2 separate regions of the Sus scrofa genome follow, and region 1 is linked to region 2. Evidence: chromatin contacts called from public Hi-C data. All regions are on one chromosome and are shown on one strand. Each heading gives the region's core, a stretch centred on a gene start, on an enhancer-like site or on the middle of the called end of the contact. The rest is flanking DNA. Distances are from core to core; before and after follow the strand shown. Region 1 holds the start of LRRC49 (leucine-rich repeat-containing protein 49). Region 2 overlaps UACA (uveal autoantigen with coiled-coil domains and ankyrin repeats).

What was found. Hi-C and Micro-C count contacts between places; a contact is called where the count stands out from the background.
Region 1: a contact with region 2 is called in a Hi-C map of omental adipose tissue, with 2.1 times the contacts expected there. The contact joins the promoter of LRRC49 here to the enhancer-like site in region 2. A contact is called at or near these places in 11 of 47 Hi-C or Micro-C datasets (embryonic fibroblasts, fetal heart ventricle, fetal skeletal muscle and 7 more) and 1 of 2 datasets of contacts at active chromatin or transcription factors (skeletal muscle).

Annotation. Positions count from the first base shown.
Region 1 is chr1:168,549,640-168,554,967 of Sscrofa11.1, forward strand. LRRC49 (leucine-rich repeat-containing protein 49) reads left to right here and starts at 3,722. Exons shown (of 18, transcript XM_001928481.7): 1 at 3,722-4,056; 2 at 4,692-4,748. The coding sequence starts at 4,009.
Region 2 is chr1:168,375,031-168,380,160 of Sscrofa11.1, forward strand. UACA (uveal autoantigen with coiled-coil domains and ankyrin repeats) reads right to left here. Exons shown (of 18, transcript XM_021100801.1): 10 at 613-720; 11 at 48-80. Among named protein-coding and RNA genes, the nearest start is that of UACA, 76 kb to the right of the region's middle. Within about 2 kb of position 3,626, at least 2 of the 83 cell types and tissues checked have an H3K27ac peak or open chromatin away from gene starts, as enhancers often do. A contact at or near this core is called in omental adipose tissue, where this site is marked.

The sequences.
Region 1 (5,328 bases), core at 2,472-4,971, 170 kb after region 2:
TGCTGAAAGAATTCATTGTTTGGATATACTACAATTTATCCATTTACATGTTGATAGAGTAGGACGGCGACCATAGCTCCAATTCAACCCCTAGCATGGCAACTTCCACGTGCTGTGGGTGCAGCTCTAGAAGGACAAAAGACAAAAAAAAAAATTAACAGCTGAAAAGTTGTTCCCTTACTAATTTCATTTATGAAACGGGAAATGCAAAGTAAACCAGCACTACACACCCTTCAAAAGGACTTAATGTGAATGACATACAATCATTCAAGATTGTCAAGTCAAGAATACGGAATAACGTAAACTCTGTGCTGCTAGTAGTGTAAATTAGCACTATTTTAGAAAACTACTTGGTTTTATTTAGTAAAATTTAATATAACACTACATGCCAACAATCCTAGGTATATGTAATCAGAAATGTGTGCACATATGAAAAAGACTTGCAGAAGGATGTTTACAGCAGCATTATTTACAATAGCCCCCATATGATAACAATACAAATATCCAACAGAACAGAGTAAAAAAATTGAGTATACTCATACAATAGACTGCTATAAAATAATGAAAACAAATTACTGCTATATGCAACAATATGGATGAATCTCACAAATATAATGTTGAACAAAAAAGCTAGATGCAAGAAATGCCTACAGTATGATTCCACTTATATTAAGTTCAAAAGAAAACCAATTTGGTAGTTCCTGTCGTGGTGCAGTGGTTAACGAATCCGAATAGGAACCATGAGGTTGCCGGTTCGATCCCTGGCCTTGCTCAGTGGGTTAAGGATCTGGCGTTGCTGTGAGCTGTGGTGTAGGTCGAAGACATGGCTCAGATCCCACATTGCTGTGACTCTAGCGTAGGCCAGCGTCTAGAGCTCTGATTAGACCCCTAGCCTGGGAACCTTCATATGGTGCCGAAGCAGCACTAGAAAAGGTAAAAAAAAAAAAAAAAAAGAAAGCAAATTTGGTTCCTTTGAAGAAGAAGGAAGGGCTGAAGCTGGGGCTTTTGAGTTGCTAGTAATTTTCTATTTCTTTGACCTAGGTAGTGGTTACACATGTTCAGTTTCTTGATTTAAGATTTGTGCACTTTCCTGTATATATATACAGCTTGGTGAGAAGGGTAACTGGTAAAAACTGAAAATTCTTCTATACTAAAAAAATTGTTCTCACAATCTCATAATCATTCCACAATATTTACTGAATTCCTTAAAACTTGCAAAATATTGGAGTTCCCGTCGTGGCGCAGTGGTTAACGAATCCGACTAGGAACCATGAGGTTGCGGGTTCGGTCCCTGCCCTTGCTCAGTGGGTTAACGATCCGGCATTGCCATGAGCTGTGGTGTAGGTTGCAGACGCGGCTCGGATCCCGTGTTGCTGTGGCTCTGGCGTAGGCCGGTGGCTATGGCTCCGATTAGACCCCTATCCTGGGAACCTCCATATGCCGCGGGAGCGGCCCAAGAAATAGCAAAAAGACCAAAAAAAAAAAAAAAAAAAAAAAACTTGCAAAATATTGTTCTAGGTACTGGCAATACAATAATGAACAAATCAGATAAGAACCCTGCTCTCATATAGCTTACACTCTAATCTAAGGACAAACATTAAGCAAATTACATAATTACTTCATGACAACTGTGATAAGCGCAACTGAAATGTATGTGGTATTGAAGCATATGAAGAATGAGAGTATATAATTAGGGGGTCAAAAGGGAAGGAAGTTTGAACTAATTTTTTATGTAAAAGGACTTAACTGATGATGATGGGGAATGGGGGGGGAAATTCCAGGGTATTATATGAAACAACTAAGAAAAGGCTTATTTGTAGGAAAGACAGTATGTTCATGTTATAATATGTTCAAAAATTGGAAAGAATAGAAATTGACACAATACTGTAAATCAACTAGACTCTAATAAAACATTTGAAAGATCACCATAACTGGTGCACAGTGAGCAACAAGGACTGTGGACTGGGATAGGACTGGTGTGGTACGCAGGGGCAAAAAACATGCAGGGCCCTGTAAATTGTGCTAATAATTTTGTTCTTCATCCTATTAATTGCAGGATACTGTTAAAGGATCTTAAGCACCCATCCCAATGTAGGAAGTAGGTTGGTATTGTAGGAGGAGATTTTATCTGGGAATTAGACCTAGAGAAAAGATTATAGGCTCTTGAGTAAATTAACCTCCTATATTGGCTTCCTTCTGCATAAATTGTGAGTTTGGACTAGATGAGCACCTAGGTTTCCTTCAGCTCTAAAATTCTACAGCTACCACTTTATATTCAAAGCCAAAATGTCACTTACAGATCATTTGATTTATTGGTGAATTCTTTCTATCTCTAAAACTGAACACCTTTTAGATCCAGTTAACAGTCATAATTTAATCTATGTTATGGTGGTAGGGCTGAAGTTTGACTAACTCAAAGAAGGCTAGGAAGTATTAAGATGGGAAGTGGGGAAGACAGTAGTGACCCGGTGCAAAATAAGTATAATCAATGCTTATGAATACCGGAGAAAGCAGGCAGAAGAGAGCAAGGTAGGAAAATTCATCTCTTTAGAATGATTTAATTTAAAGGCAGCTGGTCAAGAGGAAGTTTAGGAGTGGGAAGGGGTTGTCAGCAAGACTCAACCTCATCAGCATCTCTACTTCCCCCATTGTTTTGACAGTATGCTTATGTACTATGCTGTACAGAAATAGTTTTAAACACCTCATTCCTTGAGATGTGCTCAAATTAAACCCTTTCTGTTAAAATCTCAGGAGCAGAGAGTGGAGGTAACTGTGAAGGATGAGAGAGGGAGGAAGAGAGAAGAGAGAGTGAGAGTTAGTTTGGGGAAGAGGAGGTAGAAGGAATTCTAATTCCAAAGTGTCAGTGCTAAATAGGCTCTTGGATATCACTGAGTAAATAGAAAACTTCGAGATGAGGTGACTTTCCCAAGATGACACTAAATGGAGGAGCCTAGCCACAGATCCGGGATGCTTTTACGACCCTCGATGGACTACTGTGAAGAAGCCCTTTACCTGTGAAGTCACAACCTTCTTCCTGGCTTAGAGGGCAGTACAGGAGGCCGGCCCCGGGGCGGTCTCGGGCTGCCTGCCTGTCTGGGGTTCTTCTCCCTTTTCGGGGCCACCCGTTCGGTCGCCTTCTTCTTCCCCTTTAGGTGCAGGGGAGGACAGCCAGTGCAGGATGGGCACCGCGCCCGCCACGAGTCTCAGGCGCTGGGAGAAGCCCAAGTTCTTCTGGATCACCGAAGAGACACTGAAATAGGCTGGAGCGAAGTGGTCAGAACAATTGACAGAGCGGTCACGGCCCCCATACCAGTCGGCGCGGCGGCCCCGTACGAAGTGGTTGCACCGCACCGCCCGGTCTTTGGGGAAGCGGAACAGCGACTTCCCTGACTTGGTGGTGTTGCCGCAGTGGGCGGCCACGCAGCGGGCGGGAATAGTAGCTGCCTAGGGGGCTGGGGAGCTGGGGGCCTGCGCCCTCACCTGCAGAGGCAGCGTCGGCCTCGTGTCTTCCCCCCACCTCCAGCCGCCGGAAGTGCCGAACTGCGGCCCCACCTCGGAGAGTACCAGGCTCTTGCAGATCCTCCTTCTCCTCCTCTTGCCTCCAATCCTCCCCGGAGAGTGGTCACAGGCAGAGATACAAATTTCGCGCGGGCCCAGCTGAGGTGGGCCGTAAAGAAGGACGGACCGGAAGTGGTGGTTGTCATAGCTACCCAGGTGGCCGGCCTTTTCCCGGTCTTATCCTCCTCTCCACATTCCTGCTCCCTTGTTTTCTGGCCAGGAAAATAGAACAAGGGAGTAGTGACGTATTGGGCCCTCCAAATATAACCAGAGGCTCCAACGGGTGCACTGGCCGGTTGATTTGGTAGAGGACCAGACCGGAAATGGTAGTTTCCATGGTAACTGCTGAGCGGGTTGCCTGGGAGATGACCCCTTTCGGTCTCTTTGAATCTGTGCTGTAGCGTCACTTTTAAGGCAGATCTAACAGATCTTCTTGGACAGTCTCCTGCCATGATTCCCGGAAAATACCGCTCTGTTTCTGGCCGAGCTGCGAGCAACGTAGGTTGAGTCTTCTACTTTTCTCACATTCGTAGCGTCCTTTCTAACTGGCGTCTTTGTCCTAGGTGATGGGCTGTATTATTGGGTCCCGGACCGCTGAGTCTACTCAAGCTATTGTCTGACCGAGGCTTGAGATTCATGGACTGGACCAAGACACTTGGAGGGTATTTTATATTGTGATGGGTATTCAAAGTCTTGTCGTAGATCTGGGCTTCCCAGAAGGTGGAGCTGGTCTGCTGTGAAAGGCTAGGGTTCATTTAAATTCCTTTAACTGGCCAATTACTTTTTTTAAAATTAAGAAAATAATTTATTATTAACAGGCACCCCCAACTCCTTCACCTGTCTCACTGAGGTATTTGCCTAGACTTGAAATGGCAAGTGTCAAAAGCCTGAGGTGCTAAGTAGAGGGTTAAATTGCTGCAGACATTTTGGAAAATAAACCACAGTGAAACCTTCTAATTCTTAGTCTTGATTTTATTGTTTTCAGCAAATTCCCAGAACATGATAGTTTACCACAAAAAAGAAACAAAAAGCAAGCATTCCATTTTATTCTAATTTTTGTTATATCTTTAGCTGTACTGTTTTGGGGAGGAGTGTGTGTGTGTTAAAAGCATATTTTAATTTTTACATTGTAGGTGAATTGTGGGCTTCATCTGGTTATTCAGACATCATCGCTTCCTGAAAAAAACAAAGTAAGATTTAAGCAGATTTGTATTAAAATTGAATATAAACTGTTTTATATTCTGAACAAACAGCATGATTTAGAGTAGAATCTGAACTAGAAATTTTGAGTATATTTATTTTGATCACTAATCTAAAGCTAAATTTTATTTTCTGCCTACATAAAGCTAACTAGTGGTTACCAAAGAAGAGAAGGAAGGGGGGGAGGAGCAAATTGGGTATAGGATTAAGAGATACAAACTACTATACATAAAATAGAAATCAAAAAGATATATGGTATCTAGTTCAGGGAATTATAACCATTATTTTGCAGTAACTTTTAATGGAGTATCATCTATAAAAATACTTAATCACAATGTTGTACACATGAAAATAACATAATATTGTAAATAAACTATACATCAATTTAAAAATCAAACAAAACAAAACCAAAAAACCACCTCTTGTAAAAACTGAATCTTATTTCATCAATTACAAGAGGTAAGGTTTATTTTTTATTTTTTGACATGTAAGCATTTCTTGAATCAGGATCCTTCTTAAAACTGATGGCACATCATAGTTTAATTGGGAAAGTTTTTCTTTCTTAGTAGT
Region 2 (5,130 bases), core at 2,376-4,875:
AATTTACATAACATTTTAAAGATTTAAAGTAAAATTTATCATCCTACCTCACTTTTCAGATCATCAGCAACCATTACCTCCTAAATTCAAAAAGAAAAAAGGTATTTTCACTCTTGAGAGTTTATTTTAAAAAGCACAAGCTTGGTGAATATCTTTTTAAAAAACTAGCACATCTTTAAGATTGGGGGTTAGGATGTGAGAAGAAAATGTCTATGTTCTACCATTTCTATGGTCTGCATTGTCCTTCATTCTTCAAAAAACCAGATTCAGAAGCATTTTCGACTCTTATGGGAACCCATCCATTACAACTCTTCTTTGCTCTCCTCCCTCACTTCTTTTTTCTACTCCTTTCTCTCCAATCCCATAGCCCCAACCATATATAGTCAGTCCTTTGTTATCAACACAGACCAGCAGTGGTCTCTGTTCTTAGATTTGACATTGAAAGTTTCAGGCAAGAGTCCTAGTAAGATGTAACTTTTCTCAAGGGCAATGACCTGTTTTACCTCTTTTACACCATGACTTGATATGACAGTCATTAACAATTTGTTATCAATGATGATGGCTTACAGTAAAATAGCTTTGGGGTTTTTTTGTATTTTGCAGATTATTTACCTCATTCAGCTGTAGTTGTAAGCCATTGACTTTATCCAATAATATTCTTTGTTCTTGCTGAATTTTTCTCAACCTCTCTTTCAGATCCTCATTTTCAATTTCTAGATCCTTAAATAATAAAGATAACAGGTGTCAGACCAATTTTTAAAAGAGAAATTCTTACAGAAGAAATTTCTAAAAGTTTACTTTTATAAACAGATATACATATAAAATAGCTTTAAATATAAGAATATAATAATTTCAATGACATTCAAATAATTTAAAATCTATACCTGAGAATACAGAAAATTACTGTCCTATGATAACTAGTAATTACTACTTTATACAAGACAGCAAACCACCATGATTCTAATAAAATAAGAAACAAAAGCAGCATCTATAAATAGAAAATAGCAGGAGAATATGCCATTTTAACTTTTGCTTAACACCTCTAAAGTTTATGAGACCATTCTTATGCTTTGTTAAACTAATCATCACTTGAGTGCTCTAATTATAGGCTCTAATTTTAGGCTACAGTTCACTTTCTTAACACTACATAGTAAAAACTATGAAAATCTAAATAAAAAGCTTTTGCTTTACTATATGGAAACAGCTATTCAATTTATATTTTAATGATATTTCAATCATAAAATAAACCATTTAATTACGGCTCTTCTTTCAACATGATCCAAATAGTAATTATTTTTTGAACACTTTGATTGAACCTAAAAAGTCAAAAGTGCTGTATGGTTAACAAAATCATTTTTCTTAATCAAAAGAAATACTTTAAGAAAAAGTTCAGGAGTTCCCATAGTGGTGCAGCAGAAACAAATCCTACAAGGAACCATGTGGTTGTGGGTTTGATCCCTAGCCTTACTCAGTGGGTTAAGGACCTGGCGTTGCCATAAGCTGTGGTGTAGGTCACAGACACGTCTTGGATCTAGCATTGCTGTGGTTCTGGCATAGGCCGGTGACTACAGCTCCTGTTCAACCCCTAGCCTGGGAAGCTCCATCTGCTGCGAGTGCAGCACTAAAAAAGACAAAAAGACAAAAAAAAAAAAAAAAAACAGAAAAGAAAAAGTTCAGATTTTGTTTTATTTACACTGATAACTATCAATTTATCATTATAATTTTCTAAAATGAATACAAATTTATAGTTTATGGGCCAAAAAAGATATATTTAAATGAACAAAAAGCTGTAAAAAGTTATTATTTACTTCCTAATGTATATTAAAACAATACCTCCTGTAAGATAATACTGACACATTCATATTAAAAGTTAATTCTTTTAGAAGAGATTGGACAAGAAAATAGAATTACAAAACATAAGCCACCCTTCCTTCCCCTACTCACTTCCCCCACCTTTGTGCTCCCTTTCTTTTCCCCAACACCAGCACAAATAGCACTGGAATTCTTTGCAAAGGAAGATACCAGCTTTTTTCTTTATACCTGAATGTTCTGATGCTCCCTCTGACTTGACTTCATATTTACTTCATCTAACATCTGTGTCAAATTTCGCTTTGGTAAAAATTAAGAAAACATAAGTTAGCAAGGATGAGATTTTTTATTTTTATTTTTTATTTATTTATTTTTCTTTTTGGGTTCACACCTGTGGCACAAGGAAGTTCCCAGGCTAAGGGTCGAATAGGAGCTGAGGCTGCCAGCATATGCCACAGCTCACAGCAACACCAGATCCTTGACCCAATGAGCAAGGCCAGGGATCAAACCCGCATCCTCATGCATACTAGTCGGGTTCTTAACCTACTGAGCCACAAGAGGAATTCCAAGGATGAGAATTTTTAAAAGTACATTTTCTTCAATACACAATACACACAATTAGTGATTTTCAGCTTATTCAAGTTTAAATTTTGCTGTACAAAACACAAGGTGGCAGTGTTTCCACTTAAAACTCCAAATGGAAAGCATCTTTAAGGATATATATTTTAAATAAACCAAATATAACCTATTTTAAAATACTAAAAAATAACAAAATTTAAAATTCTTATTTTTAAGTATTTTTTAACCAAAGCCATCATATTTTAAAAAGGAGAATTTAAACTAGAGGCAAAACTCAAGTTGTACTATAAATCATCAGCTACCATTTCCCCAAAAAAGAATTCAGTGTTTAAAAAAAGGAAGAGGGGGAGTTCCCATCGTGGCGCAGTGGTTAACGAATCCGACTAGGAACCATGAGGTTGCAGGTTCGGTCCCTGGCCTTGCTCAGTGGGTTAACGATCTGGCGTTGCTGTGAGCTGTGGTGTAGGTTGCAGACGTGGCTTGGATCCCGCGTTGCTGTGGCTCTGGCATAGGCCGGTGGCTGCAGCTCCGATTAGACCCCTGGCCTGGGAACCTCCATATGCCTCGGGAGCGGCCCAAAGAAATAGCAAAAAAAAAGACAAAAAAAAAAAAAAAAAGGAAGAGGGGGAGTTACATTAATGATGAAAGAAAATATGGAAATTATTTATTTCTTTAAGCACTGATGAAATAAAATAAGGGGTGTGATAAGAAAGAAACAGACAATCCACTGACTAAAGCTACATAAAAGATTTCTAAGTAATCTGGTTGGATACATGATCTGTTTTTGTACACTTACTGCTTTGAAACTTTATTCCAGTTTAGAGATTTGCTTTAATAAAAACACAACACAATCATTAAACAAGAGAGCAAATAAACTTTTTTTTGCCCCAATTGACCTGAAATCTACACAATAATTTAGAAAGCTATTGCTTTCTTCCTTTTTAAGAACTAAAAAACAAACAAAATAAAGAGTAAATATTTTAATTCTCCAAGGTAATTTATGTTTTGTATTATTTGTTGTGTTTGGCTTAACCAAGTACTTAATATTCTAATGAGCTCAGACTTGGACAAATTCCCATCAAGACTATATTCTGTATCTCTAATTCGGCCCAAACTACATTTCTAGCCTCATTCCTTCTAGCAACTTCCTTCACATGGAATCTGACCTGCCTCATCATACCACTTTCAGGCCCTGTCTTCCCTTCTGGCCCTTGGTTCCTGTCACTCTGGCCCTCTACTGCCCCATGGACATGTTAAACAAGCTCCCTCCTCAGGGGCTTGGAACTTGCCCTTCCCTGTACCCTTGGGGCTTTGCCCAGAGAGCCCCTGGCTCCCTTCTCATTTCCTTTAGACCTCTGCTCGAATGTCACTTCCTGACCACACAATCTAAAATAGCTCTCCGCCCTCTCTCTCTTCATGCCCTAATCCTGTTCCACTTATCTTCAAAGCATCTGCTATTAAATTAGATACCCATTTGCTTATTGTTCATCTCCCTCACTAGGCTGGGAGCTCCATGAGGGCAGGGACCTTGAATGCTGATATCCCCAGTACTTAGTAATGAGCATATAGTAAATAACTGAATACATCTTATTTTTTAAACTATACTATAGGTTAATTGATAAAAAGGATTATAAGCACCTTAATACATAAATAAGTCCTATTTACAGCAGATATTTTTAATGTATTTAATAAACAGCAGAAACAAATGAGTTTTACTGTCCTTAGCAGAATATTAACTCCATGATAACTTCTAGAGCACTAAGCAGGATACCATTCCCATATTAATATTCAATAATTCTTTATTTTAAATACCTGTATATTTCAGAAATCATTTTTCTATGATTCTATGTGAGATGGCTAGGATAGATGTAAGAATGCACATTTTACTTCCCTCCACTCCCACTTAGGTATCTGAGGAATGGAGAGAAGGTTAAGACAGCTACTCCAGTGGAAAAGAAGAGTGACAGCAGACATGACCCATGCACGGACTTATAACTTAATTCTGATGGACTGAAAAGGAGACATGCTTTCACACAGCTTTCAGATTCAGGTGTGAGCTAGAGAAATGATGCAGAATGATGACAGGATCACTCAGAAGGTACCTGATTACTTTCTCTTCAGGGTTTGGAAGTGTTCAGGCCCCTCTCACTAGAGAAAAGCTGAAAGCCTGGAAGGGAAGAGCCAGTAGAAGAGGAGAGCTGTCTACACTCGCTTGGGGCAAGACGGTGAGAGTGACTAAAGCACATCCACTCACTTTAACTCAAAGATATTATGGGAAATGGTTAGACATCTACTGAGAGTTAGATACAAAACCAGGGTTAAAGAGTAAATTTATAATAGTGCAAGGTATGAAACACACATGCACTGTGTTTTTTAAGGTACGATCCTCATTAAACTAAATACACAGAGAAGGTAAAAAGAAGAAAAAGGAAAAGAAATCAAAATGTTAACAGTGACATTGAGATCACATACAATTAGTTTTGAATTCTGTTTTTTCATTTCTTACTGCATTGAAAAATTTTCCAACAGAAGATATTCAGCTTTGTTACTATGGGAGAGTAGAAAGAAACTGTCTATGGCCTGCCAGGCTGAAATTCATCATCTAAGGATCTCAACAAGGTGCAATATTTCATACTTGAAAGAACTGGATGTTCAAGGCCAGCAATCAGGATATTTCCCATTGGATACATTCATTGTAATTAGACCCTCTGTCTCAAGCTGAGTGCCAGGATCTGGTTAAAG